Linked DNA regions of Mus musculus: region 1 is linked to region 2. The links are chromatin contacts, called in public Hi-C maps. All regions are on one chromosome and are shown on one strand. The core of a region is the stretch at or near the end of the contact, and the rest is flanking DNA. Distances in the headings are between cores, read along the strand shown. Region 1 overlaps Vav3 (vav 3 oncogene). Region 2 has its middle 93 kb from the start of Slc25a24.

What was found. A called contact is a pair of places that touch in the nucleus more often than the background predicts.
Region 1: a contact with region 2 is called in a Hi-C map of bone marrow-derived macrophages, with 32 read pairs. The contact joins two enhancer-like sites. A contact is called at or near these places in 1 of 15 datasets of contacts at CTCF or cohesin (the NIH/3T3 cell line), 2 of 484 Hi-C or Micro-C datasets (bone marrow-derived macrophages and embryonic stem cells) and 1 of 9 other capture datasets (embryonic stem cells).

What each region holds. Positions count from the first base shown.
Region 1 is chr3:109,438,213-109,441,624 of GRCm38.p6, reverse strand. The region is part of intron 2 of Vav3 (vav 3 oncogene); the gene reads right to left. Among named protein-coding and RNA genes, the nearest start is that of Vav3, 99 kb to the right of the region's middle. Within about 2 kb of position 2,149, at least 18 of the 459 cell types and tissues checked have an H3K27ac peak or open chromatin away from gene starts, as enhancers often do. A contact at or near this core is called in bone marrow-derived macrophages, where this site is marked.
Region 2 is chr3:109,214,359-109,218,054 of GRCm38.p6, reverse strand. No RefSeq gene overlaps it. Among named protein-coding and RNA genes, the nearest start is that of Slc25a24, 93 kb to the right of the region's middle. Within about 2 kb of position 1,519, at least 9 of the 459 cell types and tissues checked have an H3K27ac peak or open chromatin away from gene starts, as enhancers often do. A contact at or near this core is called in bone marrow-derived macrophages, where this site is marked.

The DNA.
Region 1 (3,412 bases), core at 900-3,399, 220 kb before region 2:
CAGCAGGGGCAGATGTATCTCTGTAAGTTCTGGGCCAATCTGGTCTACACAGCAAGTTCCAGGCTAAGCAGGGCTAAACAGTAAGACAGTGTCTCAAAATAATGATAAAAATAAAATAAAATAAAATAAAATAAAATAAATAAAATAAAATAAAATAAAATAAAATAAAATAAAATAAACACTAGGGTAGCCTCTTGATCAAAAATCAAGGTAGCATAAAGCCAAAAAACCTTCAGTTACTCTGGGGTAGTGTTGGGATACTGATTTATAGCATGTCCCTTTCATTATTAGATTTCATAGTAATTTTCCTGAAAGAATATTCATCTGAAAAACTGTACTTACTATCTCACAGTCAATAAATTCAAATATGATCTTGCTTCTTTTCCAGAACATAGACTTATGTTTTGGGAAATGCATTAGAAGTCATTTTACTGAAGAGTCCTTGCTAAAGCTTGGCAAACTTAAGAAGGAGACTTCAAGTTACCTCTGCCCTGAGTCTGGCCTTCCATACACGTTTTTTATTACTCTACCCAATCCATGCCCAACACCAAAACATCAAAATATCAAAAGCCTGAACTATACTAACAATGGTAGCATTTTCTACCTCCCTGTCCCCTAATATATGCATTCTATAGTGACCATCTTGGCTCAGACAGATTACAAATGGGCACTGGAAATGATTTGGTACATGGCTGATAAGGTGCCTACTAACTCCTAAGTAGCAATTATTATCCATATTCTCTCTTCACAGAAAAACAGGCCAAGGGTAGCAAGGAAAAACCTATATCCAGAATCACCTACCACAGTTCTGATAAAATCATCTGTGTACACACACACACACACACACACACACACACACACACACACACTCACATAGATGCACACATGCATGCATGCACACAGGCACTCACACGTCCATGGGCACTACTCTAGACTGTAATACATCAATTCTATCCTAACAGTTTCTGACTTCACCATGAACTGACAAGTCCTTTCTTTGCTCCTCACACACTGTCTTGATTTGTCAGGGTGGCTCATGCTGAAAGGGCATTCTAACTAGCACTGAGGTGAGCTAGACAAGGCTCTGTAATCAACAATGGATCCCTACAAAGATGCAGGTGCTTTGGGTGGAAAACAAGTGACTCAACAGCCTCCCCTCATCAAGACTCCACACATCTGCAGAGGCTGCCCAGCACTGTTGCCTGAAGTTGTCGGGTACACGCTTCATCCTGGAACACGCCTCCTGTATTGATCCCCAGCAGGCAAGGACATCTGTACATTTCTATCCCCGCCATCACCGCTACACTCCTGTAGATGCAAATATGTCTTTAAGAGATGAGTGGATATAGAAAACATGCACGTGGGCATCACAGCCAAAGGACTCAAAGCTTAGAGCTCTGCATGGTTGCTGCTGGCAAGAGACCAGCTACTGAGAGCCATTTGCCTGGAGTTCACCAATTATCCTTGTGAATTGGTCACCCATCATATGCAATAACGTATTAGACTCACCAAATGTCCTGTGTAACTTGGATAAGCTGCAGCTTAGCTGTAAATCAGTGTGATGGGGTCAAAGATCTCTCAGCACAGCTGAGATGGAATACGGTCAGTGCAGCAGGAGGGAGGCTCACAGTAAGAATGTGAAGGCTTGCTACAGCCTTGCAAATACTGACAAATATTCCTTCACCCACTCTGATCATAGAAAAAGCAAGTCACTTGAAAAGAAATAAGACCAATATTTCTAAGTACACTACAGGGACCCAAGCTCCTGCCGAATACTAAATAAGAAAGTAAAAATAAAAACATCAGTCTACAGAAAAGTTTAAAATGGGAACTTTTACTTAAAATCTGCTAAAGGAAAATATCTATTGGGTTGCTGAATATATTTACAGTAAGTGAATGCAAATGCCCTTGGTGTCCCCCATCAATTTTAAGCTGCTGTCAGGTGCACCTGTTCCTGCCCCACTGTTTCCCCTTCCCTAAGCCCTGCTCCTCTCCAGTCATCTAGGAGTGACCCTTCCCTCTTCTGACTCCATTTCTCTGATCACAATCGATTCCTAATCACCCAGAAGCTCTCTAGCCATGCATGACTCGTGTCTTCGCTCTCAAAGCTCTGCACTGTTTTTCTACCACAGTTCCTCATCTTCATACCGGTTCTTCCTGCTGCTGGTGTGACCACAGCTTCCCACAGCCTCCTCTCACTGACACAGTGCTTGACTCCAGCATGGAGATCACGAATTACAGCTCACACCTGCTAAAAGCGCTCATCAAACCCCACGGTGCACACCCAAAAGGCCCTGAGTCTTACCCATTTGCTCAATTTCTGCTGGACCTCAAGACCTAGCTCATTTAGCTATATCTTATGCTTGATCGGCAAGGATAATCTGTGATACTACAACATTTTAAGGGGATGGATCCCTTTTCTGTTCCTTTCTGTAGGACATTCCCTCTAATCAGAGGTAGCCTTTCACTTTTGCTTGGAAATAAGGCAGTACATGATTAACATCTCTGAGATCAGATATACAGTGTCTCAGCTTCTTGTTCCAATGCCCCCTAGCTATGAGTTTTATATTTCTGACCATCATACTCCTCAGTCATAAAGTGGGGATAATGCTAACATAATAAGGCTGTTGTGGGGAAAGAAAATGACTACAAAGGACATAAAATAAGGTTATTCCTTTTGGTCAGTACCAGCATCCTTCCTGCCCTTTATAGACTCAGTAAAAGGGTACCACTCAAGGACTATTCCTTCATCATATGGGAGATGGGGCAGCAGATCCCCTACCCCTGTGTTCCTACTCAGAGAACCTTTTCTGTTGCTTAGCGTAGCACTGAGCATGCTATACCATATTCATTTGTTTCAATACTTATATCCTGTGTGATGCAATGCATTTCTTGAAAAGAAACCAAAAAGCAGCTCTGTCCTAAAGGCCTCTTCAAGAGAGCATACACTACACAAGAACAACCAAGAGCCACAGTGAAACTCAAGTCATCAAAGAACAAGAAATACAATGTCCAGCTATTGGTTTTTTGATGAGTACACGTAAGTTAGGAATCACAAGTTATGTGTATGCATGTATTTATAAACATGTAGTTCAGTATACTGCTGTTACACGAGACATATACCAACAAACAGATTTCTGAGTACACAGTATCTTAGTTAGGGCTTCTATTGCTGAGACAAAACACCATGAACAAAATGCAAGTTGGGAAAAAAGGTCCATTTGGCTTACATTTCCACATTGCTGTTCTTCACCAAAGGAAGTCAGGACAGGAACTCAAACAGGGCAGGAACCTGAAGGCAAGAGCTGATGCAGAGGCCATGGAGGGGTGCTGTTTCCTGCCTTGCTTCCCCTGGCTTCCTCAGCCTGCTTTCTTATGGAACTCAGGACCACCTGCTCAGGGAAGGCACCTC
Region 2 (3,696 bases), core at 270-2,769:
GTCAAGAGCTCCAGGGTACTGGTTAGTTCATATTGTTGTTCCTCCAATAGGGTTGCAGATCTCTTTAGCTCCTTGGATACTTTCTCTAGCTCCTCCATTGGGGGCCCTGTGATCCATCCAATAGTTGACTGTGAGCATCCACTTCTGTGTTTGCTAGGCCCCGGCCTAGTCTCACAAGGGACAGCTATATCACCGTACTTGCAACAAAGGCTTGCTAGTGTATGCAATGGTGTCATCGCTTGGAGGCTAATTATGGGATGGATCCCTGGATATGGCAGTCTCTAGATGGACCATCCTTTTGTCTCAGCTCCAAACTTTGTCTCTGTAACTCCTTCCATGGGTGATTGTTTCCAATTCTAAGAATGAGCAAAGTGTCCACACTTTGGTCTTCGTTCTTCTTCAGTTTCATATGTTTTACATATTGTACCTTATATCTCGCTATACTAAGTTTCTGGGTTAATATCCACTTATCAGTGAATACATTTCATTTGAGACAGTTACAAAGTGTGATGGTTTGTATATCCTTGGACCAGGGAGTGGCACCATCTGAAGGTATGGCCTTGTTGGAATAGGTGTGACATGGTTGGAATGGGTGTGTCACTGTAGGTGTGGGTATAAGATCCTCACTCTAGTTGCCTGGAAGTCAGTCTTCCACTAGCAGCCTTTGGATGAAGACATAGAACTCTCAGCTCCTCCTGCGCCATGCCTGCCTGGACTGCCATGCTCCCACCTTGATGATAATGGACTGAACCTCTGAACCTGTAAGCCAGCCCCAATTAAATGTTTTTCTGTTTGTTTGTTTGTTTGTTTGTTTGTTTATAAGACTTGCCTTGGTCATGGTGTCTGTTCACAGTCATAAAACTCTAACTAAAACACAAAGTATTAGTGAAATAATTTTATGCTTGGGAGTCACTGTGGTGAACAACATGAACAACATGAGGTGCTGTATTAAATGGTCATTGAATTGAGAAGATTAAGACCCACTGCTCTAGATCTTGTAGCCTTCTTAAGCATTATTCTGCCTTATGAGGTCCCTGATGCCAAGAGCAGGTGCCATTAATACCCACCAAAATAGCATCCATCCCTCTTGTCAGCATCAGCAAAGCAATCCCCCATGCCAACAACTCTATGCTCATTTGTACTTTATTCACTTGACTGCATATTAGGGGTCCCTGAGGAACTTTGACAACCATGAGTGCTCATGTGCTATCCACAGAGGCTCAGATAGAGTCAGACTGGCTAGGACTAGCATGGCACTTTAAGAAAGCAAACAACAAAAATCCTCACGTGCCATCGAGACTGAAAACACTGAGCAAATACAGTATGCCTATCCATTAAACACATTTTCTCTCTCAAGCCACTATGGTTTAAATGTAAACTAGTCCCCACAAGCTGTTGTGTTTAAACACTGGTGGTGATGCTGTTCAGAGAACTAATGGAATCTTCAGAGATGGATCCTCAATAAAGGAAGTAGGTCACTGGAAGATTGTGAAATTTATAGCCAGCCCACTTCCTGACAGCCTGTGCTTCCAGGAAATGCCAAAATTATACAAACAGTTTCTACCAACTGGCAGCCACTGTGACTCCCCCTCCATGAAATTGTGAGCTAAAATAAATCTTTCTTCCCCTAAGCTACTTCTTGTCTGGAATTTGGTTACAGCAAAGAGACAAGCAAGCACCTGGGAATTCTGGGTCAGTAAATGTCTCCTCTAGTCGTGGCCCACCAATACTCTGGGTTGTTAACATAGGCATCTGCTATTCAATGTTGAATGAATGAGTGATCTCAGATTCCCTTAAGATGTTCAACTTCGGAAAAAGACAGATCTCTCCTTTTCATCCTTCACAATGAGCACTGGATTTATCTTCATGTTCATTGCTACCTGACAGACATGAAATGCCTCCTCAGACTGTTTCTGCCTACTGGCTTCCACTTAGCTTAGCGGGTAACTGGTTCCCTCAGCCAGTCAAGCCACTTGCAAGTCCACATTCAACCTTTATTACCACTCAGGATGTCTTTCTTTAGATCCCCTCCCCACAATCCCTTTTCACCCATCTTCTGCAGCTTGTACTCTCCCCACTCACTTCCTTCCATCTCTTTCTTTCACAGCTGCACCTTTAGACACACTTTCATTCCCAAGCATCATTTTGTCATCTCCTGTCTACTCCTCAACCCACAGCATTCTACTTCCTCACCAATGTGTCACTGGCTTTACCTTACCTGGGGATATCTCTAACCTTTGACTATTGTCATACTTCCTAGTGTAACTTTCTTGAAGTCATTTCCTCTCTCAGCCACACCCCCACAGTTGGCCTCTCATGCCACTAGCCACTGTTTTTCAGTGTCCCCTGCAGACTCCTCCCCTGCCACCAGACTTAAATTGTGTCAGGCTCTAAGGCTCCAGTCTGTTCCCTTGGTTGCATTTAAACTGTTGTAATCCCGCTTATTGCTTCAAGTATTGTTTTTAAGCAGATAATTTCCAAAACTACGTCTTCATCCCAGATCTTTATCCTGAGGTATCAGGTGAATTTAATATGTCATAGTCCTCTCAAATCAAATACATTCAAGATATAACCAGTTGTCTTCTGCATAGTTATCTGACTCGGGGTCCAACCTGTGACTTTAAGAACTCCTGATAGGCTAGGAAAGTGATTCAGGGAACAACATGCTTACCCTGCAAGCGAGAACCAGAGTTCTGATCTGCAGAACCTACAGAAAAGCTGGGAAGTCAGAGTAGTCTTCTGTAATCCCAGGACTGAAGAGCCTAAAGCAAGGTGTCTCCAGGGCAAGCTGGCTAGCTAGACTGCAAAAATTGGTGAGCCTTGCATTCAGCAACATGCCCTGCCTCATTGAACAAAGTAGAGAGAGATCAAGGAAGACCATCCAGGATCAACTTCATGGCTGCACATGCACTCCATGCAAACACACATGTTGTAGATGGGCCTGGTGCTGTTCTTGTGAACCAATCACTTAATGAATAAAGAAGCCAATCACTGGGTGAGTAGGCAGGACATCTGGGTTGGACTGGAAACAAGAGGAAGAGGAGAAAGTTAGGTTCATTTTTGGAATGGGGACAGCAGTAAGATGTAGCTGCTAGAGTTTCCTGGTATCATGGCGAATCTGCAAGGATTCACCACTGGGGGAATCAGATTTTAATAAGGCTTATAAGATTAGGTTTTAGTTGTTGCGCCCAGAGATTGAGTTATCATTGTTTCTGAAATGAGTTTGTGTTGGGTTTTCTTTTATGCAGAGGCTCGTCTGGGTTCAAGAAAGGTACGGTGGCAATACGTGGGTTTGCCAGATGTGCACCACAAAGGCTGTAGGGGATGTGAAGCACGGGGTTGGCATGGTAGCAACCACCAGTGGGAACCTAGAGAGCTGGGTGGAGAGATTGTGGCATTCTGAGTCAGTCTCCACCACTGAGACCAGCCACTGTCCACCAGTACATGACTGGCCAGGGCAGAGGCACAGGGTGGGAACGTGCTAGATCGTTTTTTAATATTTCCCACCACATACACACATGTGCACTGACACACATGCAAACATGCATACACACCATGTAATATACAAATGAGAAAAAATCATTCTCTAAGAACACCAACATGAGTGTACAAAAGCTGCCATGTGACCACTCTGCTCAGAATCATCTGAGCAGAGCCTTGTTTAGAGTATGCTCATAAAATAAGTCCCTTCTGAGA